Regions from separate parts of the Mus musculus genome. Here regions 2, 3, 4, 5, 6 and 7 are each linked to region 1. Evidence: chromatin contacts called from public promoter capture Hi-C data. All regions are on one chromosome and are shown on one strand. Each heading gives the region's core, a stretch centred on a gene start, on an enhancer-like site or on the middle of the called end of the contact. The rest is flanking DNA. Distances are from core to core; before and after follow the strand shown. Region 1 holds the start of Cdan1 (congenital dyserythropoietic anemia, type I (human)). Region 2 holds the start of Inafm2 (InaF motif containing 2). Region 3 holds the start of Rmdn3 (regulator of microtubule dynamics 3). Region 4 holds the start of Zfyve19 (zinc finger, FYVE domain containing 19). Region 5 holds the start of Ppp1r14d (protein phosphatase 1, regulatory inhibitor subunit 14D). Region 6 holds the start of Vps18 (VPS18 CORVET/HOPS core subunit). Region 7 holds the start of Dll4 (delta like canonical Notch ligand 4).

Region 1 (3,725 bases), core at 452-2,951:
AGATATAATGAGTTCATAAATTATTACTGGCAAATGTTATCAAACTTAGTCATAACCCGAATTCTCTTACTGAACAAGAGAAATAAGTCAATGTTCTGCTGTCCTCCTCTTAATGAGATGCGAAATTGCTCTTTGAAGTTCTTTTCAATGTGTTACATTGTATCCTTTCTCCTTCAAGCATCTTCCCTTTATGTGTTTTTGCTCAGGCAACCATGGGCATAGAGTATTGAAAAACATGCAGTGCTTTTGTATAGGCCATCTGTACATAAAAGTGTAATTATTTATTTAATTTTCTCATTTGTACCATATTAAAGCTTTGTACAGTGTTTTAAGTTCTGTTTTAAAATTATTTTGTATTTTATTTTTATAATCTAGTAATAAAACATTCAGTCCGCATGCAAACTTTAGTGCTATTTGTGTGATGGTTTGGATTTCAAAAAGTGAAAACTATTTCCTAAACTACTAAAGTGTTACAGAAGTGACAGACAACCAAGAGAAGGCCATTTTGGCTAACTTAGACGCTAGGTGAACACCAGGGTTCAGGGGTCTGACGTGCGTGTTCAAGCTGACTTTGATATTCTTCTGTCTCTGCCTGCCAAGCACTGGGATTGCAAGCATCCACTAAATCCAGCACAGAATTAAGTTTTCAAAACTCCCTTTTCTTCTCCTTGGCAGTATGCTAGAGGGATTCCTGCTCCATCTACTGCCTATCACCAAGTGGTCTTCCTTTGAATGAGAGGAACACAGGGCCAATACACTGCTACTTTGTTTTGGAGGAAACTATAGATCCTATATCTTGATTTTTTTTTCTTTCCTTTTACTAAGGAGTATCATCCGAAAGCCTATTATATTTTTCAAAATAAGGGACCTGACAGGAAGTGTAGCCAGAGGGTTAACCAGCCAGTGTGTGTGGAGGAGGGTCGGGGGAGTGTGTCTAGGAATGCCATACTCTTCCAGAAGCTAATCATGAATCCTGACCTCTCAAGTAAAAGAAGTTGAGATATTCCCCTGCTGTAAACTCTTTAATACAATACGTAAGGGATTCAATACAAGTCTGATGGACATTTGATGATTTTATAACATGCCTCAGCATGAACTCTGTCCTCAATTGTCAGTTGATGAAAAAGTTGGCCAATGGTAAAGAGTCAGCCTTTTGAGTAAAAGAGGGGAAGGGGTGGGGAGCTAAGTAGGCCGGGCGCACCCCTTTAATCCCAGCACTCCGGAAGCAAAGGCAAGATAATCTATGAGGTCGAAGTCAGCCTGGTCTACAGAGTGGCCAGGCTATACAGAGAAATCATGTCTCAGAAAAAACAAAAAGGTCAAAACACAAGGTTACTCACTTTATTTTGGTTGAGGAGGGAGTGACTCAAAAAGCTCTACAGTCATGGTCTAAGGCTGTGCTTATGACAGGTGTCTGGTCTCATAGGCTGGTCTCTTAGAGTTGGTCACTTTTCCTGTCTGGTCCCTCTTTCAGACCCGGGTCTCCTCAGGCAGTTCATCTTATCACATTGCTCCAGGGGCCAGGAAATCAGAGAAAGGCGCCTCGCCGCCCTGCAGGCCTGGCTGGCTGGGCAGATCTTCCCGGGCCGCCAGAGCCCCACCCCTCAAGGACCCGCCCCGTCGTCCAACGGTCGATCCCGGTCGCCGGCTCCGCCCCTCCCGGCTGCCCGTGGCGCGAGTGCGCCTGCTCAGTAGCCTCAGAGCGCCTGCACAGGGATGGCGGCCGTTTTAGAGTCGCTGCTGCGCGAAGAGGTGCCGGTCGCAGCCGCCGTGCGGTGGATCGCGCGCAGCACCCCGAGTTCGGAGGTAACAGTGCGGACACGCCCTCAAGCCTGCCTGGAATGTGCTTCCCGCGGGGGATGATGCTTCAGTCCCTTCTCCCAGCCTGCCCTGCCTGACGGCCCGCGCCAAGGGCGCTCGCTCCTCTGCGCGCCGCTGCCGGGCCGCCCACCCTGCGGCCTCAGCCGCTGACGGCCCGCGCTGTCAGCTGACGCTCTCGCCCCGCGACCTCTGCTTCTTCCTCAGGATAGCTCCGAGGTGGCCGCTCTGAGCGCACTTCGGCCTCTGCGGAAGGAATTCGTGCCGTTCCTGCTGAACTTCCTGAGGGAGCAGAGCAGCCGGGTCCTCCCGCAGGGCCCCTCAACCCCCGCCAAGACCCCAGTCGCCTCGGCAGCCTTGCCAGCGAGGCAGGGGGCCCCGGCACGGGGTGGCCGTGGGGCGCGCAGCCAGCTTTTCCCTGCAGCCGAGCCCCTCAGCGCCGCCGCCGAGGCACCTCTGGCCCGCCGTGCGGGCCGCAGGCGGGGTCCGGGACCGGGGCCGTCCCGCGAACGAGGCGGTCGGGGCTCCGGGGCCGCGGAGGAGGGGGCGAGTGGCGAGAGCCCGCCTTGGGCCGGAGGCCGGAAGCCTAAGGGCTCAGGCAGCCCTGGCAGCCCCAGACTGTCGCTCTCTGATCCGCCAAACCTCAGCAACTTGGAGGAGTTCCCTCCCGTAGGCACCGTTCCTCCGGGCTCTGCAGGGTGAGAATCGGTCCTTATTGCAAGATGTTCGCTAAAGCCGAGCTTGGTGCCCCACAGTAGAGTGCGCGATGGTTAGAAGGTTGAGGGTGAAGAAACCACAATGGGGGAGGGTTTAAAAGGGGCCCAACTGTTATGGATGGAATGATGCTTGAAGATAGAAAATTGGAAAAAAACAAAAAACTGTGACTACTCTCAGCAGAACGAAGCCTTCTCGAAGGATCAACCCAACTCCGGTGAGCGAAGAGCGGTCACTGTCCAAGCCCAAGACCTGCTTCACCTCACCCCCAATCAGCTGTGTCCCCAGTTCCCAACCCTCAACCCTGGACACTAGCCCTTGGGGCCTTGGCCTTCCCCCAGGGTGCAGAAGTCTGCAAGAGGAGCGGGAGATGCTCAGGAAGGCGCGGTATGGCTTTGCCGCCACCTGGGATGTCAACTTCCTCCTTATGCGGGACTTGCAGGGATTTTTCCTGAACTTGATTTCTCCCTTCGGGATTCTGGGTTTGCTTCTTGGGCTGTTGATGTCTTCTCTGGCAGAACCTGAATGTGAATGTCGCTGGTAAAGCCAGGCTGATTAATCATGACATCTCCTCCTGTTCACATAGCACCAAGCAACTCCAGCAGTCACCTACCCCAGCCTCTCCCATCCCAGAATCGGGGTCTCCGGTTCCCAGCAGGACAGGAAACCTCACCGCAGAGCCTGCCGACCCGGCCAGAGTGTCTTCTCGACAGCGCCTGGAGCTGGTAGCCCTTATCTACTCCTCCTGCATTGCTGGTGAGTGAGCGCAAAGGGGGCTGCGGTGGATATGCTTGCAAACTACAGAGTAAGAGAGTAGAGGAGGCGCAGAGCCTTGGCCTGCTTGTCAGTGGTACGATGGTATGGCATTTCTCTTTATAAACAGAGAACCTAGTACCAAACCTTTTCTTGGAGCTTTTCTTCGTCCTTCAGCTCCTTACTGCTCGGAGAATGGTGGCCACCAAGGACAGTGACCTGGAATCAAGTCAGGGTGCCCTAGGTCAGTAAGCAAGTCTCACTTTGAGAAATGATGTTTGCAGGTGGGACAGTTCTTAACTAACGGTTTGTTGTTGACCTAGATTCCCTGGACACTCCCCTGTTTCGTAGCATCCATGATTGCGTCTTCTTTGCAGTGCAAGTTTTGGAGCATCAGTTTCAGTGAGTTTTCTAGCTGTGACATTTGAGTCTTATATGTC
Region 2 (3,725 bases), core at 622-3,121, 2.0 Mb after region 1:
TGAGGAGCCGGAAAAGGAATGAGAGAAAACACTTGCCAATCACTGTACTTAAAAAGGCTTGCTCTTCCTAAAGGAATTCTGTGAGGGAAGGGACTGATCTAAACACAGCAGCTCTACTCTTTCTTGCCATCGCCCCTGGCATGGATCCAGAGACTCAGGCTACAACAGGAAGCCACTTTGGTGGGAGCACTAGGATGAGAACCGGAGGGGGTCAGCACATTCCCCACCCTCCCTAAACAGTCTCTATTGCTAAGGTTTTTCCACGGCCATGGTAGGGGTCTAAGAATGATTATACTCTTGTGCAAGAACGTCAGGAACTTATCTTTCTGAAACAGGAAGGGAACAGGTGAAAGAGTGGGTGATGGAAAAGAAAAAAAAAAAAAAGCTTGTGTTTGTGCCCTTCTGGCTAAGTGCAGTTTGAAGGCCAGCAAATAGCCCTTGCTGGACCCCACCATTCAGTAGCTACCCAGGCTGTGGGGAGATACATAGAGTTCTATGTGATTATAGCGTCTAGTGCATATGTCAACAACTATATACAGGGATCTATAAATTAAACGCATGTCTGGCCACTGCAACTAGGTTGACGTACCTGAGCTCCGCTACTTTTGGTGCTCTCTTCTTTGGGAGAGCCTCGGCTTATTTAAAAAAAAAAAAAAAAAAGAGCCCCTACACAACTCCCTACCTTCCCCTGAGTCTTGGGGAGGGGGCGCCCGAGTCACCCCCTGCGTTTAGGAAACACCAGAGCTAGCAGCGCTGAAGGGCTGGGTGCTAGGCTCTCTCCACCCTCCCCCCCAGTTCCCCTTATGGCTCAGGGCCCTGGCGCAGCACGGTGCTGGGAAGATCAAACCCCGAGTCCCCGGCGAATCGTGGTCCCTTGGCTGAAGATCCGGTTGTGCATTACCGGCTCCCGGGGCAAACTGGCGATCGCTGAGGTGTGTGGGGGCGTACGCTCGCGTAGGGGTCACTCCGGCGGGCTCCGGAGCCGGTCCTGCTGCAAAGTCCTGCTTGGGGGCTTAGGGGACGATGATTCCCGACCGTCCCCAACGCGGAGAGATTCAACGACTCCGGGGCTCTTCGGCCGCTTCCTCTTCGTCCTCGTCCAGCCCCCGCGGCCGTTCGAGCGGCCCAGCCAGGGGGCTGTCTGCAGCGGGCTCCGGGGGCGCCGGCCTCGCCGCCTGCAGCGGGGGTGCGTCGCGTGGCGCCTCGCGGCGGGACGACCCGGTGGTGTTGGGCCCCGCCGCCACCCCCGAAGTCCCAGACGGGCCGGTGGTGTTGGAGCCGCTGGGGGGCGGGCCGACGGCTCCCCCCGAGGTCCCGGCACCCACCGGCTGCCAGATGAGACTGTAGTAGACGGCCAGTACGATGGCGGCCAGCGACACGGAGAGCACGTAGGCGAACACCGTGGCTAGCCGGACCCACTTCTTGTTGGTCTTGGCCGCCATCTTCGCCTTCTTGTCCCCGGTGTAGGTGGCCGGCTTGCCCCGCTCGGCCGGGGCCGCGTCGCGCTCCTTCATGGGGGGGCCCCGGCCTTTGCCCCGGTGCTCCACGGCCCCGGCTGGAGGGGGCCTGGCGGCCTGCGAGGACTGGGCAGGGGGCGTCTCGGCGCCCTGGCTTCCCGGCGGCCCCGCGCTCCGCCGCTGCTCCTCACGCCGCCCGCCCGCAGCCCGCCACCGCGTCGCTGCCGCCGCCGGGGCCTGGGCCCGTCACCGCCGCCAGCGCCGCCGCCGCCGCCGGCCCGCCAGCTGCTTCCCGGCCGCCGCCACAGCCACAGCCGCCCGACTCCGCGTCCCCATCCGCTGCCGCTGCCGCCGCCTGCCCGGCCGCCGGCCGCCTGGTCTCCAGTGGCCGCGCGGACCGCGCGCTCCGGCTCTAGCCCGGCTCCCCCGCGGGGCGCGCCGGTGCAGGGGGCGGGGCCGCGCGCTGCCGGGGGGCTGCCCCTTAAAAGGGCGATGTAGGGGCCCGGAAGTGCCGCGCTGGGAGGCGGCTGCGGCGGGGAATCGTGGGCCCCGTGGGGGACGCCCAGTTAAGAGAGAGTTAAGGGAGGCTGGGCCTTAAAGGGGCGACAGGAGCTTCTTTAAAGGGGGAAAGGCACTTTGCGGGAGGGAGTGCGGAACCGGGAGGTGGCAGGGAGGGGCAGGCTCCGTAGAAAGCTGTCAACTCAGGCGTCTCCTCACATGGCCCAGGCTAGGAGATGGTAGGTGGGAGAACTAACCAGGCCCACCTACACCGGGTCTCCGAAGTGGAGCTAACACTAAGCTTGTGCTCTCGGGTAGCTCTAGAATAGTGAGGGGATAGTGTCCCAGATCCCTTCACCCCAAAGAGCCTGGTTCGGGTCTGGGAACCTGGCGCCCGCACACCGCAGTCAGTCTCGCTTCCTTTTTTCTGTTGGTCTGGACTCCGAGACCACTCGAATCTTGCCTGATTGGGTCCTCTTAGGACCCTTGAGTCAGACTACTGTGAGCCACAGGGACAAGAGCCAAAGGTTGAGTTTGTTTCTTAGGCTGACCTGCCAGCATAATCTCAAATCCCACAACAGGTCTCAGGTCCTACTTTCTGGTCTTCTGACTTTCAGGACTGGTCTCGAATTGTACCCAAGGGGCTGCACTGAACTGGTGGAGGACATCTCCCAGCGTTTTCATTCTTTGATTCTCTTCAACCCCAGGATGTAGAGAACTGTCTTTTCCCATTGAGGCTTGTTCCTTCCAGGCTTCAGCCTTTTTGCTCTTAGGGCCCTTTGGATGCCGGCCACCCCTCTGCACGCAGGGACTCTTAGTACCACCCTTTCTATACTTTCACCCTCTTCCCCTTTGCTTGTTTCATCCCTATTTCCTCTTTGTAATTCACCGCGATTGATTTCTGGGTGCCTCTTGCTTGACTCTCCCTGTGTTCCCAAAACTGTCTTTGTGAGCAGCCTGGATGTCTCAGTGGATTAGAGAACTATGAGTCTGAGTAGGAGAAAGGTCTGTGGTCCTGATGTAGTTGGGGTGGGGCGTGGCCTCTGCGAGGGCCCCACTGACTTCTAACCTCTTGGGCAGGACTCCCTCTGCCCTTTCCACTTCTCCCTTTCCTTTGACTTTGACTTTCCTTATCCAAGCCCTTCCCCAAATTTTCCATCCCATGGAAGCGCTACCAGAATGCAGTGTACTAGTGGGCTTCGAACCACAAGTTTCTAATCTGGTCCTGGTTGGAGGCTCAGGTGGGGCTGTGTCTCTAGCAATGGGCCACCCAATACTATTTCAAGGAGCCTTTTGTTTGTTTGTTTTTTGTTTGTTTGGTTGGTTGGTTTGGTTTTTCGAGACAGGATTTCTCTGTGTAGCCCTGGCTGTCCTGGAACTCACTCTGTAGACCAGGCTGGCCTCGGACTCCGAAATCCACCTGCCTCTGCCTCCCAAGTGTGGGATTAAAGGCATGCGCCACCACTGCCTGGCAAACCGTGCCTTTTTAATTTCTGAGATATTACAAGGACATTGAGAGTTTAGTGTTTATGGGCTTCTGTGGATTGATAGGTGGTGGTGGTGGTGGTGGTGGTGGTGGTGGTGGTGGTGGTGTGTGTGTGTGTGTGTATGAGAGAGAGACACACACAGGGGTGGGGGCGGGACGGGGTACTGTTCTGGAGCAGCCAGAGCAGGTCTTGAAGGTGGCCTGTAGTATTAAAGTCCAAAAATTGCAATCAAATGTCCTTTTCTCCTTTCTCAGTTGTTCTCTGGCCTTCCTGGTGGGGTTGA
Region 3 (3,725 bases), core at 310-2,809, 1.6 Mb after region 1:
CTGCCTGCCTCTGCCTCCCAAATGCTGGGATTAAACAAATGTTTAATAACATTTAATAATAAATGTTTAAGACAGCGGCAGGTGGATTGCTGTGAGTTCAAGACCCTCCTGGTCTACAAAGAGAGTTCTAGGGGCTGGCAAGATGGCTCAGTGGTTAAGAGCGTCACCTGCTCTTCCGAAGGTCCCAAGTTCAAATCCCAGCAACCACATGGTGGCTCACAACCATCCATAATGAAATCTGATGCCCTCTTCTGGAGTAGCTGAGGACAGCTACAGTGTACTTACATATAATAAATAAATAAATCTTAGAGAGAGAGAGAGAGAGAGAGAGAGAGAGAGAGAGAGAGAGAGAGTTAGTTCTAAAGCAGCCAGCACCATACAGAAAAACCCCATCTCAACAAACAAACCAACCAACCCAAAACAAAAACTCAAACCAAGAAACAAAAAAGACAGTGGAGGGCTGGAGAGATGGCTCAGTGGTTAAGAGCACTGACTGCTTTTCCAGATGTCCTGAGTTCAATACCCAGCAACCACATGGTGGCTCACCACAACCATCTGTGATGGATTTTGATCCCCTCTTCTGGTGCTGTCTGAAGACATCTAGAGTGTACTCATATACATAAAATAAATAAATAAATCTTTGAAAAAAAAAGAGACAGTGGGATTATCTAAGTCCTCTAAAACCTGTGTCTATCTTAAAATGGTGAGATACTTTATATTATATTCATTTATATATGAATACATTTGGAGGCAGACAAATCTGTAGTCTTGAATTTGGAAGGCCAAAGCAGAAGGCCAGAGACGCCAAAGCTTGGCTTTATGACAAAGACCATATCCCAGCTTTTGGCAGAGTTGGGGTTCAGAAGGCTCACAAGATCGAGGTCTCTCTGTGCTACAGAGCGAATTCAAAGCTAACTTCAGCAACTTGAGGTCTGGTCTCAAAATTTAAAAGTCCCCCCTCCTCAAAATAAAAAAAAAAAAGTTTGATGATGTGGTTCAGTGGCACAGCACTTGCCAGTCTGGGCTATATAGTGATCCCCTGACTTAATAAAGCAGCAACATACAAAGCAAAGATAGCAGAAATGGTATGTATCAGACCCAGTTTCTCTGTGGAGCCCTGGCTGTCCTGAAGCTTGCTCTGTAGACTATACAGTCCTGATTAGATTCGAACTCGCAATGATCCTCCTGGTCCAGGGGCCCTGGCTTGAAGAGGATTTTTGAAAACTTGTAGGAGTCCCAGCGATGTAGGGACATCTTATCGATAACCAACAACTTACTCCAATTTCATCTAGCAGTGGCGCTGTTGTTTGGGGTTTGACTGGAAAAATCGGTAAACGACTCAGCTGAAAATAAAGCCAGTGTTAAGAAGAGGTGGGGGTGGTGGCATCTTCCAGGTATAAGCAGCGTGAGATTTGCGGAGCACATTCTGGCCGTAGCACCGGGTAAAGTCCACCCAGAGGCTCGGACACTAGACAGCCCAACCCACCTTCGCGGCCCCGGTAACCGCACAGCGTCCATTCGCCGATGTAGCCCCGCCCACAGAACCCGGGTGGGAGGCAGAGCCTCGTGCGTCATCTCCACGCGCGTCTCACCGTGCGCGGAGCAGGTGGCGCGGATTAAGGACGTCAAAATCATTGACAGAGTGAAAGCGCGGTGCCTGCTGCTGCCATGGTGGCTGGTGGCTGGGTAAGGGTCTGAGTTGGTCTCCTGCGGGCCCAGCGTGGCTTCGGGGGGCGCCGGAAGGCCGAGAGTGTGCAGCCGGCTGCGAGGTTGTCACGTACAGGGTGTTGGGAGGCCAGGGGCGCGGAAGCCGGACTGCACTGGGCAGGGGCGCGTTGGACCGGCGCTGCTGCCTCTTGGCAGGGCGTCCGTCTGCGCCGGGGGCTGCGGCACCCGCGGGCTGGACCTGGGTGAGCCGGGGGCTGCGGCACCGTCCGGCCGGACCTGGGTGAGGCCGTGGCTAACGGGTTCTGCCTCGGGGGTGGAGGGCCGGCCTCATGACTCTCTCTCGGTTCGCTCCTGTTTCTTACGCGGGCTGCAGGTACACTATGTCTAGACTGGGGGCCCTGGGCGGCTCCCGCGCCGGGTTGGGACTGTTACTTGGTACTGCCGCCGGCCTTGGATTCCTGTGCGTCCTTTACAGCCAGCGATGGAAACGGACCCAGCGCCATGGCCGGAGTCACAGTCTGCCCAACTCCCTGGACTATGCGCAGGCTTCAGAGCGTGGACGCCAGGGTAAGAGCACAGGTCATAACTTACTGATGGCACTGGGGCTCGGGCTGTCTTTCGCAGAGCAGGATGGCGGGGCAGTGGAAAGGCTGAGTTTCACAGTTTTAGGAAAAACTCACCAAAAAGGAAAGCTGTGCCCTTTCCTCCGATTCCAGGAAAGCTTGGTGCAGGACTGTAGCTTTCACTTTTAGTTCTGGTCGCGCCCATGAATGTGTACGGAGGGCATTTGAGAAGTGCTGGGTGAGGGGTGTGTTTGACAGAGGAAGAGTCTGAAAGAAGGAAAAAGAAATAATCTCATTGGAATTAAAAGTTCTGGTGGCGTGAATATATGTATCCAGATATGAAGTCGTGTTTGGAGAGTAATCCAAGTTTGAAAAATCCCTTTTATGAAGAAAGATTCATAGGGATTGTGTAACTTTCTCGAGGTTGTTACAGAGTAAGAGGTAAAGCTGGACCCAGTCGTCTGGTCCAGTGGACTTTCCACAGCACAGGCTGAGAGCACATTCATGCAACTCAAGCCAAATGGTTGAAAGCCAGCAGTGACAGATGAAATGGATTTCGTTTTGTAAAAAGTCTTCAGGTTAAGTCATTTAAGCAGAGCAGCTGGGGCTTTGAATCGCTCCCCTTATTTGGGTGACAGAGGCTCGTGTAGCCCCCCTCGTTCCGTGCTGATTGGAAATGTTTTCTGTGACCACTGCACTCATATATCTTCTGATTCAGTGCTAACTGGGAATGTGAGTTCTGCAAGAGTGTCTGCGCACTTATCACCCTAGGTTGCAGCTGTCAGCGTCTGATAACATAGTGGTAACGTGGCAGGGCCAGTGACCTGGCTTTCTCCTCACTTGTACTTTGCTCATTTGTTATGTTTTAGCAGTTGTCTGGCCTCCCATGAGGATGGGAGAAAGCCTACGCATTCTAGTTATCTTCCTTGGTGTACCCTGGCACTGCTGGCCTAGATTTCCTCTAACGAGGGATGTATGCATGTCTGCTCCATGGGGCCTGCCGTCTTCCATATTGTATATTCTAGTCCAGTTGCTTTAAATGTCTACCAAGTTCCTAATTCATTCACGCTCAGTTCAGGGTGAGAGGATTCAGCTTGGTAACTATTTTCTTACGGAGCTTGGCCAGTTTTTTTCCATGGACCTTTTCTTGGTGACTGTTCATTTTCTTTTTGCTCTGCTCTGATGAGATTAATTATGGCCTCAAGAGAGGCAGTTACTATTCACTCAGAGATCAGGATTTGAACAAACCCAGTTTTTGTTTTACTGGGTAGTTGGTGTTGACTACCTGGTATTTAGCACTATAAGGCCAGAGACTTTTTTTTTCCTTTTTGTATTTTTGAGACAGGGCTTAGGTCATATAGCTTAGGTTAGCCTCGAATACTGTCTAGCTGAAGCTAGTCTTAAACTCCTTACCCTCCTGCCACCACCTCTGAGGCTATCACTCCTGGCCAAAGGTTTTCTTTGACTATAGCAGAGCAGCTGCCCTGCCTTGTA
Region 4 (3,725 bases), core at 635-3,134, 1.5 Mb after region 1:
CTGGTCAGGATTGTGTGGCACTGCTTGCAGACTTTCTGTTGTGTGTTGCCAGCCCGGGGTACCAGAGCGCTGAAGCTAAGACAGCCGTTACAGAAGGCTCGGCCACAATTCTTACAGCCATACTATAAGAAACAGGAAGCAGGAGGAAGCATGTCTCACCCAGCCCCGATGGCTCTTCTCTGAGACCCTCTAAGCACTCACAGAAAGAAGGAAGTGAAGTTGTGACCAGATTTTGAAGGAAGGAGGAAGAGTGGTATCCCTAGGGTTCTGGCCGAGATGGGTTCAGCAATTCCTTGTTTCCGGAGTCTTATTCAAATTAGATAAAACTTCAGGCAAAATTCACATGCTTTCTACCATTTTCAATTTCTTACCATGGGGGTGTAGTGCAAAGACAAACAAGGCCCAGTGTGTCAGGTCCCTGGCTTGTCAACAAAAAGAATCAGAGTTGGGTGCAGATCCCGTGCTTTCTCTGTTCTGGTAGAGATGGTGGGAGGTTCGCCTCAGGATAGGGTTGTAACAATAGCTTCAATTATTAAGTACTTAGTGTGTGCCAGGCACTAAGCCTGCACCTTAAAATTCATCATTTGTTATAACCATCATCACTTACATACGTCATCATATTTGATCCTGATGCCCACCAGTATTATCTCTATTTTAACAGGGGCCAGTGAAATTACATGACCGTTCAATTAGATCATTCTTTGAATAAGACAGGGCAGCTGAAATTTGAACTCTGACACCAAAATTGATATGTAAGTGCTCCAATCCTATACACCATGAATTCGTCCCATTTACTTCCCTTGCAGCTCACAAGGGGAATGTGGTTGAGAAGAAGGCTTTTTCATTGTGCCCTGGGGAGAAAAGGGCAAGCTGTGGACGGGGCAGGTTTCAGAACAGAGAGCAACCGGCATGCATGGGATGACTTTAAAGACAGAGATGGAGAGAAGGGGAGTGGATAGAATGTAGGTGGAGATTTAAAAAAAAAGTGTAGCTTTTGGAAACTTTACAATTTCTAGGGTCTTTTCAGCTACAGCACCTCACCGAAGCTACTTTACATTTTCTTAATTTACATTATTTCTTTGTGAGTGTATGCGTGCAGACATATGCATATCATGGCATGTGTGTGGAGATCAGAGAATAACTTTCAGGAGTTCTCTCCTTCCACCATGTGGGTCCTGGGGTTCGAACTAAGGTCATCGGGATTTGCAGGAAGTGCTTTTACCTCACTGAACCTCATCAGACCATCATCTTAACCCGGAAACGGGTGGGCATCCGACCCACTTTACAGAGAGGTTAACCGGGTTACTTCATCAAAACCACACAACTGAAAAGAAGCCGTCAAACGGTCTTTAGCCTGCAACTCCCTTCCCTTCGCCCCGCGTCCTCCCTTGGCCCTTCGGCTTTCTGGGAGTACACTCGCCTCCTTCTTGAAGAGGGTGAACTTGACAGCACAGCCGTAGCACCTGCTCTCCATAGCAGTTCTCGGCGCTGCAGAATTGGTAGGTTAGCCTCTCACCAGCGCAGGGTAGGCCTCTCAGACCCTCAGGTTGTGCAGCCCAGTCCCACACGCCCATCGGCGCTGTCCAGGGGCGGCCCAGCGCGGAGAATTCTGACTTTGCACTCACCAAGGCGGGGCGGCAGCGGAGTGGGGCATGCTGGGAGTCGTAGTTCATTCTCCGCAGCGCGCTCCTCCACAGCCAGTCAGACGAGAATCGGAAGGCATCATCCCAGGAGGCTTAGCGCGCTTTTGGGCCGGCTCGGAGCGAGTAAGCCCCGCGCCCACGCACACGCTCAGACTCCTGGGAGTTGTAGTATCAATTCAAGTTTGGACTAGAACCATGGCGGTGACCAAAGAGCTCTTACAAATGGATCTGTACGCGCTGCTCGGCATTGAGGAGAAGGCGGCAGACAAAGAGGTGAGAACTTGATAGGCAAAGCAGTTCTTCGGTCCTCGCGTCAGGGCGCGCGCCTGGCTCCGGCTTTCTATGCTCCGCCCTATCCTGGACCCGGAGCGAGGGACGGCCAATGACTAAAAAGGGGGCCTCCGGGCACTTCCTGAAAGGCTTGAGGACTGGGTTAGGGAGGGAGGCATTGAGAACTCTGAACTGTGTGACCGTGCTGTCCCTTCTGCCACACTGTTTGGAGGCCGGTTGAACCTGAGAGCCCAGGCCTGCTTTTTTGCGCCTGCGCAGCATCAGTTTGTACGCTGAACGTTTTACCTGTCTGTCTGGAGGTGTTTGGTTTTAGTCTGTTTTAACTTCAGGGGGATCCTAGGAAGAAAAGTCTCTAGGCTCTAACTCCTCCCCTCAGCCCCTCTTCTTTTTCTGGATTTGACGTTGAGGCCTAGAACCTAGAGGCCTCAGTTTTCTTTTCCTCTTTTTAAGTATCAGATGTTCCAATGTTGTCAGTGCGTGCTGCTTAGCGGGTTAAACAAGAGGATCAGAAGGTTAAAGCAGGTGGTGTGGGGGTCCACTTATCTCAAGTGCTGTACTTAAGGTTTCTGTTATTTACTCTTAGATTGTGGTGGCAATAGTGACAGTACACGCAGGGGAGTTCATTGGATAAAAAGTAATGCCCACCGGGCTGGGCATAGTGATCCAAGCCTGTAATGCACTTGGGCGCTGGAGGGAGGAGAATCAGGAATTTAAGGTCAACTTCAGTTTCTTGTGGAGTTTAAGGTCAGCTGTCTTAACGTGTTTAAGGTGGGGGGGGGGAAGAGATCCTTTTTATTTATTTATTTTTTCGAGACAGGGTTTCTCTGTATAGCCCTGGCAGTCCTGGAACTCACTTTATAGACCAGGCTGGCCTCGAACTCAGAAATCCGCCTGCCTCTGCCTCCCCAGTACTGGGATTAAAGGCATGCACCACCACCGCCCAGCAAGAGATCTTATCAATGCTCTTATACTTCTGGACTGCTTGTCCAATGCTTGAGTGTCAGAAAGAGTGCTCTGGGGCAGAAAATCAGGGTGATTGGATTCTTCAGTAAAGTTGTGGTCATCCTGCTCAGAAAGCTTCCTGAAGATTTGGCTGAAGTCAAAAATGGATGTAGAAATAAATACTCGTAAAGCACAGGCTTTCTCTTTGCAGCCCTGGCTGTCCTGGAACTCACTCTGTAGACCAGGCTGACCTGGAACTCAGAAATCCACCTGCCTCTGCCTCCCAAGTGCTGGGATTAAAGGTGTGCGCCACCAATGCCCGGCTCTCTCTCTCGCTCTCTCTCTCTCTCTCTCTCTCTCTCTCTCTCTCTCTCTCTCTCTCTCTCTCTCTCTCTCTCTCTCTCTCTCGAAGAAAAGTTGATGTAGCCCTGGCTGTCTTGGAACTTTCTATGTAGATCAGGCTAGTTTTTCCGAACTCACAGCGATAAATCTGCCTCCCAAATGTTAGGATGCCCCGTGCCCTGCTTTTGGGATCCAGGCTTTTTACCTGAATGCTTAGGATCCAAATTCAAATCCTCTGCTTACAGAACAGGCACATTACAGACTGGGCCAGCTCTCCAACCCCAAATCATAATCCTCACCACCACCACCTGCTGCTTCTTCCTCCTTCTCCTCCTCTTCTTCCTCCACCACCTCCTCCTCTTTCTATTATTGTGTGTGTGTGTGTCTCAGACAAAAAAACAGCACAGAGACCCTACTTAAAAAATATAAACGGGGTTGGGGATTTAGTTCAGTGGTAGAGCGCTTGCCTAGCAAGCCCAAGGCCCTGGGTTCGGTCCTCAGCTCCGG
Region 5 (3,725 bases), core at 403-2,902, 1.5 Mb after region 1:
ACAGAGGCAGGAGAATCACCCAGATCACAGTCCACCTAGCTGGTGCCACAGAAACAGCCTTGAGAGAGAGGCTGTTTCCTTCACAGAGAAAGAGGAGAGTGCCGTCCTCTGACCACACATACACCATGGCATGGGCTCACCTGCATTACACACATAAGAATATATATATTTTTCGAGACAGGGTTTCTCTGTGTAGCCCTGGCTGTCCTGGAACTCACTCTGTAGACCAGGCTGGCCTCAAACTCAGAAATCTGCCTGCCTCAGCCTCCTGAGTGCTGGGATTAAAGGCGTGTGCCACCACTGCCCGGCAATATGTTTTTTAAAAAGATTTACTTATTTATTTTATGTACATTGTACCTGTCTTCAGACACACCAGAAGAGGGCATCAGATCCCATTACAGATGGTTGTAAGTCACCATGTGATTGCTGGGTGGGAGTTGAACTCAGGACCTCTGGAAGAGTAGTCAGTGTTCTTAACCACTGAGCCATCTCTCCAGCCCATATGTTTTTAATTAACATGTAAAAGACCCAAAGTACAATCAGCTATTGATCAGTAGTAGAGCTTCCTCAGCATGTACCGAGACACACACACACACCAGATGGTACCACATAAAAGGACAGTCATTATCTCAAGAGAACTAAAGCCAAAAATGATGGTAGGAGTTGGGGGTTACATCTGGAGAAGGGAGAAAATTTCTTTCTTCCTTCCTTCCTTCCTTCCTTCCTTCCTTCCTTCCTTCCTTCCTTCCTTCCTTCCTTCCTTCCTTTCTTTCTTTCTTTCTTTCTTTCTTTCTTTCTTTCTTTCTTTCTTTCTTTCTTTCTATCTGTTTTTCTGAGCTGTTCATTAAAACGAAAAACAAGACAAAATGAACCACATTAAGTTATTTAAATTTTTTCTTATAAAGGACTGAATAATGAAAGTACTTTTAAATGGCAAGCTTGTTTACCAGTCCAGGATTCCTATGTGAAGTCAGGTCTGAAGGTGTCTTTTATCAGGAAGAAGCTGAATCAGGGGAGGGTCACATGACCATAAACTTGGCTTCTAAGAATGACAACAGGTCTTGTAGGCCAGGCTGCATAAATCTGCCTTTAACAATCACAGCAGCAAAGCCAATATCCAGACACACCCAGACACAGGACAGAAGTAGCCATCTGTGAACTCTATCCACTGGCTGAGATTGCCCTCGGTGGCTCCTCACCTTGAGGAGGAATCCTACCCCTGCAGGAACCAGAATTATCCGACCACAGCTGCTCAGGCCTGCAATAGACTATCTAGTTCCTAGAAGATTGGATGCTGAGGGACTTCAGTTGATTGAGCCTAGTCACCGTATGTCTAGAGCTATCCCGGAAGACAGGTGGGAGCCCCACACCCTTCAGCACTCAAAGGCTCCTTCTTCCTCTTCTCAAGGCTTGCTAGCCTCTTGACATTTGCTTGTTTGAGGTTTATGTTACTGTGGGCTCCAGCAGCTGCAGAATGGAGGCTGGGATATGGCTCTGAATGCCACTGGCTGGCAGAGAGAGGCTAGGAAGTTCATTCCCGGCACTAACTAGAGACCTATTGATCTTTGACCCCTGCCCCTCCCAAGAGCCTTGGCCCTCTTCCCACCTCCTTTCTTCCTTGTGGGCCTCTCCCTCCATTCTCTGTCCCCTCATTTCCCTCTATTCTCTTGCCTAGACTGGCAGTTTCTCCCAGCACCTTGCACAGTCTGATCTCTCCATGCTGTCTTCAAGCCCTGCTTCCTGTACATCTCCCAGCCCTGGCACAGACAACCCAGACAAGAAGGTCCACTGGGCTTCTGAGAAGAGAAGGAGGGCATCGTCCACAGACTCAGAGTCAAAGACTCACTTGGACATTTCTAAGTTGCCCAGGTCCCGGAGACCCAGCCGGCTGACGGTGAAGTATGACCGGGGTCATCTGCAGCGCTGGCTGGAGATGGAGCAGTGGGTAGATGCTCAGGTCCAGGAACTCTTCCAGGTGGGTAGCTTGAGGGGGCTGCTGGAGACTGTGGATGGATCTGGGCTTGGGTCCTGAGGTTCTGAGAGCTTCCTCAGAGACTTCCAGGGCGGCTGGAGGGCTGATATGAAACGGAGCATGCTTCTTCAGATGGAAGAGAAGTCTCAACCACCTCAGTAACCCCTTTGTGCTATGGAAAAGGCCTGATTTCATTTCTGGGAATGTCCTAGACTCGGTTTCTGAGCTGTATAATGGGGCTGTCCATGCCTGATATATCTCTTTGCTAAGACTTTCTGAGATTTAAATGACAGTTGAAGAGTAAATGCTTGACTAGACTCTGTTGTTTTATGTCTCTTCAATGTACGTCCATGCGTAAAGCCACATTGTCCAATACTGTCCCTATCAGTACAAGTATGGCTTTTAGTTTTAAATGAATTAAGATGAGATGAAATTCAAAATTTAGATCCCAAGTCACATAGAAATGGTTAAAGTGCTGATGGTCTCGTGTGCCATATTGTCAGCACAGATGTGGACCAGCCCCACTATCTCAGGATGGGCAGTGCAGAGCTAGACAGTGAGAACACTGACACAGTGACCTCCCCTGGCTTGCACTGTGTGGCTCCGGCTGCCTTTCCTCAACCTCAGCCCCGGGAAGGATGGATCTTGCCCCTGGTCACAGGGCAAGTAGTAAATAGTTTCTCACTTAGACTCTGTCAACTCTGACCCCAGAGCAGGAGCAACTGCTCCATCAGGAATAAGGTTTTGACTTCTTTACAATGTCTTAGCCACAGTGCGAAGCCTGGACATGCATTATTTGATTTAACCCTCCCCCAAGCTCCAGTGGGTAGCTGCTGGCTTACAGCTGAGAGTTGAGACTCAGGTTTGCAGATGCAGCTCAGTGGGTAGAGTGTTTGGATGAAGCCTTGGCTGATACCCAACATCGGCATAGCCTACGTGGTTCATGGCAGCACATTCTTACGGGAGGTAGAAGCTGGGGGCGAGGGTAAGAAATTCACAGTCGTCCTCAGTTACTTAGTTAATTCAAGGCTACTGGAATACATAAGTGACTTGTTCAAAGTCATGCAGCTAGGGAACCATGGACTAGAACTATAGTTTGGCCCCTGGCTAGAAAGTTTGGGTACTTACTAGAACAGCCAGCCAATGGGAATTTAATCTACTACCGTGTGGGTATAAGCCCCATGGTTGGTTCCCAGAGACTAATCCACGAGACCAGGAGTTCTCATTGTTCACATGAGTGTTTGTCTTCTTCTGCCCTCCTTCCCTTCTTCCTTCCTTCCTTCCTTCCTTCCTTCCTTCCTTCCTTCCTTCCTTCCTTCCTTCCTTCCTTCCTCCCTCCCTCCCTCCCTCCCTCCCCCTTCTTTCCTTCTTTGGGTCCTGTGTTCAGGCCTGTGAGTCTTGCAAGTGAGGCCTGTCAGCTGTCCTGCTATGAGAGTAGAAAGGATGACTGATGGGGCCTGCTCAGTGTCGCAGCTCACTATGTCCTGTGCCTGTCTAGCATACATGGCTGGTCTGCTGAAGCATCCTTCGCCTGCTTGTAGAGAGTAGAGAGATGCTTCAGAGCTAGGAGCTAGAGAAGTAAGCTTTCTTGTTCCCTGTCTACTCTGGTATTGCAGGGCACCTCCAGCCACCCCCACTTTACTACTTCCAGCTCCTCCCCACTGGCTAAGTTTCTGTTTCAAAGGGTTTCATGTGCCCTTGAACAAAATGTCTCATATTTCAGACATCTCAGGGCAAGTCCTCCCAAGCAACT
Region 6 (3,725 bases), core at 574-3,073, 1.4 Mb after region 1:
AGCGGACATACTTCAGGATTCCAGACTGTCCCAATGATCTGTGTGGCTAACTCTGGGAGGCTGAGAGCACCTTTCCCCCTGTTGAAAGACCAGAATGATTAGCTGACTCGTTCAACAGCATGGGTGGAATCTGAACATAGTTCTCTCTGATCTTCAGCCACCACACTGGTTCTCTTTGGGAAGGAATAGTGCATCTCCTGAAAAGCTATTGTGTCATTTGCTAAGTATGGAAAAAGACCCTAGTCAGCTAAAAGTCTCCAAAGATACTACCGGAGCAGTGTATCCTTGCCCAGGCTCATGCAGAGCTGATTGCAGGAGACCACGAGGCTAGTGATCCGCTCCGAGGGGGTGAAGTCAACCCGCTGCTTGGTGAAGATGGGCACCTCCTTCTCCAGGTGGGCACTTACATACCCTATAGGTGGGGAAGACAAGAGAAAAAGGCGTCCAGAGGGGGGTGAGGCACCCAGAAACCCAGAGAAACCCCAGTGTTAGCTGATACTTCTGCTTCCCAAGTATATTCCTACCCACAGGGTCTTGGTTCATAAAGAGTTCAACATGAAATAGTTTTCTGGTTGTCTTTATTGGAAGGGTCCTGGGCTCTTCCCACACTTGTGACAGTAGTAAGGGATTGGTTCTCTGTGCCTGAGATGAGGTTGTATCATGATATGCACGTTCCCAGTGGTAACGGGGGTGGGGGGAGACAGTACAGGGAGGATGGTTTTGGCATTCTCCCTTATGGTCTTTGGCCAAGAGAAACTAAAGTCCCTTCCTTGCTGTCCACACAGTATGGTTCAGTGAGTCTCCATTGTATGTAGAGAGTTCTGGGAACCCAGTCCTATCAGTCCAGTTCATAGGCTACAGTTGCTTTCTCGATAGTCCGCTGCAATATCATCATAGTGTGGGTAACCCTGCGCTGCTCTCCTACACTCTAAACTGCAGCCAGCTTTACCCCGGGACAATCATCTCCATTGTTCCTGTTCAGTAACAAAATTCCCTTTTGGATCGACCCTCCTTCACTTATAACATTCACGTTCCACCAAGTTCAGTGCTCATTCTGCCTCCTCTGCTACCTCAAGATGAAGTCTGGTGGGAACGAACACATACACAGACTCCAAAAGCTTTAAAAAAAATCCATAGAACAAGACACAGAAGCCTGGAACCTATATTCAGTTCTCCCAACTGCAGCCTATAGACAAAAGTAACAAGTACTTCCTTATCTGAGCCCAAGTTCCCTCTTTTGAAGGACCTTTGAGTTAAGGCCTAGATCACGAGGCTGTTCCTGTGGCTCTTTCAAACTTCGACCAATGACAAGCTGGGCAAGACAAGAAAGGCCTGGGGCTTAGATCCTAAACACACGCTGCAAGCTCTAGAGCTTCTCTCCCCCGTAAATGCTACCATAACAGAAAGGGGCAGAGGCGGCCTCTTCTAACTTACCAGAATGGGGGATGCCCACGCTAGGGCAACCAGTCTGCAAGACGGCCGAGCGGGACAATGAGTCCTCGTACTCATCCAGGATGGACGCCATGGCAATCAAGTTCTGGATCTCTGATCTGGGGGCTGGGGGTCACAACTGGGACCCCGGTCGTCCTGGATTTGCAAGTTGTGCTTCCCCAGCGTCTGACAGATCCTGAGAACCTTTTAAAAATTCTGGGGCCCTTTTCGCTTTCTCTGTGAAGGACGAGACGATCGAGGAGCCCCAACTAGTCCATGGCGCAGCTTTGCACCCCAGCTCCAGTCCCAAGAGATTATAGGCTCCCCTTAGCAGATCCCAGGTAATCACAACCTCGCCCAGGCAGCTCAGCTGACTCCCGCCCCCGTGACGCGTGCTTATGACGTGCTTCCGGGTTTTTCAGCCGCGAGTGTTAACTGGAGTCCTGGGCACCTGAGCCTCCACAAGGAGGCGTTGTCGGAGACTCGGCGCGGCGGGGGAGGAGCGCTTGCGGGCCACCCTGCTGCTGCAGTTCCTCATGTTGGCGCTAGGAGGCAGCCCGGGATTTCCCAGCGGCGTCCAGTAACAGGCTTGCGCGGATCCTAGGCTTCCGCAGCTCAGACTTCACTCCCTCAGACTGTCACTGAAAGGCCGGCGGTGCTCCTCCATCTGTCACACTACCTCCTGTTCCTCAATCGAATTGCTGCCTCAGTCCACCTTCACAGGCACAGGCAGAACAGTCTGAGTGTCCCTTCTTTCACCCCAGGGCCCCCTAGCTTCCAGAGGAAGTAGCTGAATGGGTCACAAGTGTGGCTCAGTGGTGCATAAGCACCTTGCCCAGCGGGTATAAGACCTGGATTTTTTTTTTTTTTCCTTACACCGCAAAAAGAAAACCATACAAAATTTAATCTCCAGCAGTGGGAAGGCTGAGGCAGGAGGATTACTAAGGACTGGGCTACAGACCCCCAGAAAACAAAACAGAAAGAAATTGACAACGCAATGGCCAGGTTAAGTAAGCTGCCTCATAGTAGCTCCTTAGTGTAGGGGGAGAGGCAAGGGTCACCGGGAAAACTGAAGCAGGCTACTTCCAGGCACTCTATACGTTGAGTGATGTTGACTGTCCTTGTCTAGCATGTGGGAAGCCTTAGGATCAAGCCCTAGTATCAGAAAAAGAAAAGGGGGTTATATATAGTCTTCAGGAAAGTCACGAGCGAAACCCTATAAGCCGTGTAATGGGGTGGAGAGGAAGCGGGGCTGGCCTTGGGCAGACTGTGGAAGCTATCGTGTGATCCACTGGAGGCTATAACTGGGGATAAGATCTGATGTTGGTACTGGGAAGCAGGTGTTTGAAAAGGACATGAGACCTGAGGCAGAAGACAGGCCTTATGTATCCATCCGGGAGAGAGAGAGCTGGGAAGTGGGAGACCATCTCAGAGGAAGGCACCAGAGACCTAGTGACAGGTTAGGTATGGCAGGCAGATGAAGGAGAGTGTGGGGACAGCTGGAGACCTGGCTGGTGGGAACAGAGGAGGAGCCAAATGAGAGGGGGTGGAGGTCACATGACTGAGCTCAGGGCACTGCTAGGGAACTTACTGGGGAACCCCAGCTTTACCTGTAACCTGCTCCAGGGCAGTCACCAATAACTAACTAGTGAATGTTTATTAGACATTTGCATAAACGAACTCTCTCATGGCTCAGTTTCTACATTTATAAAATGAGAAAAAAAAAATCTCTTAACGGTGTGCGGACAGTCGGATGTTATACAAATCACTGAGTGGTGAGTTTGTGTTTAAATATTACTAGTATTTAATAGCGGATTGTTGACTAAATTAAGATCCAGACCCGAAGAATCAAACCCAGCGCCTCACAGATACTGTGTGAGTGCTACATCGTGGGCTCCATCCTCAGCCTTGGATTTGCTGTTGAATTGAAAAGGTTTAGATTTTAATGAAATTGGAGACTATGGATCTAGCTTACTTGGCAGACAAGAGGGTTTGTTTAGTTTCATAGGATGAGGCCCTCAGCACAGCACAGAACTAGGTATGGTGACTATGGTCCCAGCAGTCAGGAAGTGGGAATAGGAGGGTTAGAATCTCAAGGTCAAAATTATAAAAGAAGCCGGGCAGTGGTGGGGCACGCCTTTAATCCCAGCACTCAGGAGGCAGAGGCAGGTGGATTTCTGAGTTCGAGGCCAGCCTGGTCTACAGAGTCAGTTCCAGGACAGCCAGGGCTACACAGAGAAACCCTGTCTCGGAAAAAAAAAAAAACAATAAATAAATATAGATAATAAATAAAT
Region 7 (3,725 bases), core at 732-3,231, 1.4 Mb after region 1:
CCAGAATCTTGCTACTTAGTCTCCCTGGGTGTGTGCATGTGCAGGGGGCTTGATAGCATTCAAAAAAGGGTACAATGGACGGATGTTAAGATATCCTAGGGTTGTGGAGGCAGATACGGAGGGGAAAGAGGAAAAGAGGTCAAAATGGAAAAAAAGAAAAAATTTAAAGGGGGAAGTTTTCTGGTTCGAGAACTGGGAGCAAGGGGTTCTGTTCTAGACGTAGGTAATGGTTTTTCTTTTTCCTTTTCAAAGTGAGAATTGTTGTGCTGGTGAAATATCCTTTTCCTCTGTGTCAGAACAACATCCCAAAGCCATTATTCCCTTTCCAAAGGAGCGGAATTCGCAAAAGGTGTAAAATACAGGAAGAGGCCCGTCAGCGGCGCTGGCAGCCTCGGCCTTTCTCACCGCCGTGCTCCCCGCGTTCCCACGCCAAAAATAACCCGCAGGAAACGCAATTGTGCTCTGAGTCCAGGCAGCGAGCGGAATCCGAGCGTCCAGCGCGGGGCGCAGCTCCGGCCAAGCTAAGCGTCCTGGCCCCCACCCCCCAAGCCTGCGTCCCCAACCCCCACCCCCGCCTATAACTGGTTAACTCTTTCGGCGCTGTGTGATGTCGCCCCCCTGTGGCCGAGAAGTTAGATACTCACCTGGCCGCAGGTCGTCTCCCGGTGTGTGCCAAGCTTGGATGTTGAGTGAGAAGGTTCCCTGGGAAGCAAAAGGGGGGGTGGGGGACATTAGAGATAGCGATATCAGCAGGGAGGGAAAGGAGGGGGTGCCTCGCAGCAGCCTGTTTAATTAATCTAATTGCAGGATATAGTTACGGAGCTCGGCTCAACATAACTGGTGTTCGCGCAGCGCTGCGCGCGAGCTGAGAAGGCAGGGGAGGGATGAGGGATGCGGGAGTGTAAGTGAGAGCCGGGGGGTGGGCGGGCGGCGCCGCGTTGGGGGTTTGGTAATGAAATTCGTATCCCAAGAATTGGGGAGAAGGAAAGGGAAGAAACTGGGAGGAAAGACTAACCAAAGCCTCTCCGGGATGATCCTATGAGAGAACAGGGGGGCGGGGGCAGAAGAGAAAGAGCCCTTGGGGCTCTCCAGAGAGCGCTTTGGAAAGGAGCTCTGGTGTCCCGGCGCTCCCTTCTTTCCCTTCGGTTATCTCCCGGTGCATTTAAGTTGTGCTTACCGGCCAGGTGAAATTGAAGGGCAACTGCAGAGGGTTGCGACCACTGCCGCTATTCTTGTCCCTGACGACGAAGGAGTTGGTGCCCAATACCGGCGTGGAGACATTGCCAAAGGTGCAGGGTCCCTCGGAGAAGGTTGCCTGGAAGTGCTTAAGGCAGATGCGGAAGAAAGTCCGGCAGCCCGGTTCGCAGGACTGCCCATTGGCCAGCATACCGCGCTGGTTGACGAACTCCTGCAGCCGCAGCTGGAAGATGCCGGAGCCCGCAGCGCGCTGCTGCACAGGGACCGAGAGAAGGAGGGAGGAGAGCGGTCAGGCTCAGCCGGGGCCGGGGCGCAAGCCCGGAGCGCTGCGGGAGGGGGCGGAGAGGACGTGAGACATTACCTGCGGCCACAGTACCGCCAGCAGCAGTAGCGCCCAGCGACAGGCGCTCCGGGACGCAGGCGTCATCCCTTGGGGTGTCCTCTCCACTCCGGGACTCCGAATCTGCTTGTTAGGGATGTCGCTCTCCCGCAAGTCCCGTCTGCCAGCCGAGTTCCTGAAAAGCTGATTCCCCTCGGGACGCTGCTCCCTTGTCGCCTTCTCAAAAACTCCGCTGCTCGATGCCTCGGTAGGTAATCCAGGTGAGGGCGACTGGGCGGTGGCTGCTCTAAGTACGTGTCCTGGAGCAAATCCTAGGGTCTCGAGCGGGCTAGTGAGGGAGTACACTGCACCCAAGTGACTTTGGCTGCAGCTCTTGGCCTCGGGTTCCTAGCCTGCGAGCAGCGCCGCTACTGAAACCTGCTTGCTCCAGAGCCTTTCTTATATATATTGGCTGCTCTTCGCAGCCTGTCAGTCAGACAGACTCACGGTCACTCTCCCCTCCCCTCCAGGCCTCTAGTGGCTACAGTCCCAGCACCCACCGGAGGGGGCCTCCGCCCCCGCCGCTCCCCCTGTCAGCCAGCCAGTAGGGCGCAGGTCCCCGCCCCTCTTCCAACTTCTGGGCTTCCAGCTCTGCGCGTGCCCGGCGAGCAGTCCTTAGAGATCGTCTGCTTAAAGGCTGAGACCCTCGCCACCAGAGGATAGGAGGGTAGCCCAGTGATGCGGCGGGAGGTGAGGTGGTTCCCGAATGGTCCAGGGGGTGGAAACTCTAAGGGGTCCCCGTAGGCGGTGCACCTGATCCAGGCATTAGATACCTACAGTCCTCTAGCAGGTGGGGAAAGCTTAAACTAGGAAAGCAAAAAGCAGGACCAGGGGATTTGGATCTCCCTTTCCTTTCCAGACTTTAGGTAGCTCCTGCCTCGCTGGCCTCCAGCCTATGTGTGCCCACCCTCCACGCGTCCCCAGCACCGCAGGGAAGCCATCCGACGCCTTAACCTTTCCCTGGCTATTCCAAGCAAGGCAAAGGGCCAAGCGTCTAGGACTCTGGTCTTCTCTGCACCTGGTAGGCGTGTCACCTCAAGCAGCAGGGCGTGCCCAGCGCGTGCCTTCTCTCTTTGTCCCCCACCCCCACTCCCTCCTGGCTCGTGCTAGAGCCAGGACTAGAGGTTCGAAAGAGAGGTGGGGGGCGTGGTTCTCGAAGTGGGGGGGGGGTCCTCAGCTGTATGGTAATGAGGTTCTAGTCTTTTCCCTCAGTGCCTATCTCACCTGGGTCGCGCTTGGTCTCCATATCCTCATCCTGGCCCCCACCCGCGTCCCCTAGCTCCGCTGGAGTAGGGAGGAAACTTTCTTAATTCCAGAATTTCCTTGGGCCACTTGAGAGGCAAGGTGAGAGAGCTTGAGGCTGATCAGGTCTAGATCTCTCTGCATAGGGCAGGATGTAGGGTGGAACTGGAGGCGCATAGAGTTGTTTGAGTTTCGGGTGGTTTCACCCATGTCACACGCGCGCCTCTCCCGGGTGGCCTCCGAGCGCAAACCCTGCAGCTGCTTTCCCAGAACCCGTCGTGCTCCCCCGAGGCTGCAGACCGGGGAGGGCTGGCTTCTCCCAGTTTTGGGGGGTGCTAGATTTCTCTCTCTCTCTCTCTCTCTCTCTCTCTCTCTCTCTCTCTCTCTCTCTCTCTCTCTCTCTCTCTCTCTCTCTCTCTCTCTCTCTCTCTCTCTCTCTCCTACAGTGAGAGCGGTGGGGGCCCTGTGGCTTCAGCTGTCAGCCCTCCCGCGTGGTGATTGCTGGCTATGGTCGGACGATAAGATCAGTGCGGGCGGGGGTTGAGGGGAGCAGGGACGCGGCTCCAGCCCCAGGGAGGCCGTGGTAGGGGGAAGTGGAACCCAACAGCTGCCAATGACGAACATGGTCTGATATTTTGACTTGGGTGGTGGTGATGGAGAATTGGGGGGGGGTAAGAAACATGAGGTTGTGAGCGTGGGGTGGGGGGTGGGGTGAGGTGAGGCGACAGGCTCCGGGGTCCCCCACGCACGGCCACCCCTCCCAGCCACCATCTGGCGCGAGCGGGTTGGCGTGGGGAACCGAGGTGAGGCGGGGGCCGGCAGATGGGCCCAGGCTGCACTAGCGAGTTAATGTAGGTTATGGGCAAGCCGAGTCCCAGGCCCGAGGGACGGGGAGCTCGGGGCGTAC

Evidence for each region. Promoter capture Hi-C pulls out the DNA fragments that hold promoters and counts their contacts. Capture Hi-C pulls out chosen DNA fragments and counts their contacts.
Region 2: a promoter capture Hi-C map of liver shows a contact between it and region 1, with 2.9 times the contacts expected there. The contact joins the promoter of Inafm2 here to the promoter of Cdan1 in region 1.
Region 3: a promoter capture Hi-C map of liver shows a contact between it and region 1, with 3 times the contacts expected there. The contact joins the promoter of Rmdn3 here to the promoter of Cdan1 in region 1. A contact is called at or near these places in 2 of 39 promoter capture datasets (both in liver) and 1 of 9 other capture datasets (adipose tissue).
Region 4: a promoter capture Hi-C map of liver shows a contact between it and region 1, with 7 times the contacts expected there. The contact joins the promoter of Zfyve19 here to the promoter of Cdan1 in region 1. A contact is called at or near these places in 1 of 39 promoter capture datasets (liver), 1 of 115 datasets of contacts at active chromatin or transcription factors (embryonic forebrain) and 2 of 9 other capture datasets (adipose tissue and liver).
Region 5: a contact with region 1 is called in a promoter capture Hi-C map of pre-B cells, with 2.7 times the contacts expected there. The contact joins the promoter of Ppp1r14d here to the promoter of Cdan1 in region 1.
Region 6: a contact with region 1 is called in a promoter capture Hi-C map of adipose tissue, with 3 times the contacts expected there. The contact joins the promoter of Vps18 here to the promoter of Cdan1 in region 1. A contact is called at or near these places in 2 of 39 promoter capture datasets (liver and pre-B cells), 1 of 115 datasets of contacts at active chromatin or transcription factors (microglia) and 1 of 9 other capture datasets (adipose tissue).
Region 7: a contact with region 1 is called in a promoter capture Hi-C map of liver, with 4 times the contacts expected there. The contact joins the promoter of Dll4 here to the promoter of Cdan1 in region 1. A contact is called at or near these places in 2 of 39 promoter capture datasets (both in liver).

Annotation. Positions count from the first base shown.
Region 1 is chr2:120,729,493-120,733,217 of GRCm38.p6, reverse strand. Cdan1 (congenital dyserythropoietic anemia, type I (human)) reads left to right here and starts at 1,701. Exons shown (of 28, transcript NM_026891.2): 1 at 1,701-1,806; 2 at 2,026-2,516; 3 at 2,713-2,919; 4 at 3,119-3,288; 5 at 3,416-3,529; 6 at 3,609-3,687. The coding sequence starts at 1,717. Ttbk2 (tau tubulin kinase 2) reads left to right here. Exons shown (of 16, transcript NM_001024856.2): 16 at 1-402.
Region 2 is chr2:118,743,904-118,747,628 of GRCm38.p6, reverse strand. Inafm2 (InaF motif containing 2) reads right to left here and starts at 1,871. Exons shown (of 1, transcript NM_001301269.1): 1 at 1-1,871. The coding sequence starts at 1,514. The coding sequence ends at 1,056.
Region 3 is chr2:119,154,868-119,158,592 of GRCm38.p6, reverse strand. It overlaps Rmdn3 (regulator of microtubule dynamics 3), which reads left to right and starts at 1,559. Exons shown (of 13, transcript NM_001033136.3): 1 at 1,559-1,686; 2 at 2,042-2,235. The coding sequence starts at 2,049.
Region 4 is chr2:119,206,879-119,210,603 of GRCm38.p6, reverse strand. Zfyve19 (zinc finger, FYVE domain containing 19) reads right to left here and starts at 1,884. Exons shown (of 11, transcript NM_028054.3): 1 at 1,421-1,884; 2 at 1-122. The coding sequence starts at 1,474. Dnajc17 (DnaJ heat shock protein family (Hsp40) member C17) reads left to right here and starts at 1,809. Exons shown (of 11, transcript NM_139139.2): 1 at 1,809-1,916. The coding sequence starts at 1,839.
Region 5 is chr2:119,227,792-119,231,516 of GRCm38.p6, reverse strand. Ppp1r14d (protein phosphatase 1, regulatory inhibitor subunit 14D) reads left to right here and starts at 1,652. Exons shown (of 4, transcript NM_028104.4): 1 at 1,652-1,975. The coding sequence starts at 1,718.
Region 6 is chr2:119,286,840-119,290,564 of GRCm38.p6, reverse strand. It overlaps Vps18 (VPS18 CORVET/HOPS core subunit), which reads right to left and starts at 1,823. Exons shown (of 5, transcript NM_172269.3): 1 at 1,435-1,823; 2 at 271-412. The coding sequence starts at 1,525.
Region 7 is chr2:119,324,040-119,327,764 of GRCm38.p6, reverse strand. It overlaps Dll4 (delta like canonical Notch ligand 4), which reads right to left and starts at 1,981. Exons shown (of 11, transcript NM_019454.3): 1 at 1,559-1,981; 2 at 1,178-1,450; 3 at 645-702. The coding sequence starts at 1,624. Gm14207 (predicted gene 14207) reads left to right here and starts at 1,568. Exons shown (of 4, transcript NR_030683.1): 1 at 1,568-1,784; 2 at 2,436-2,597; 3 at 2,789-2,920.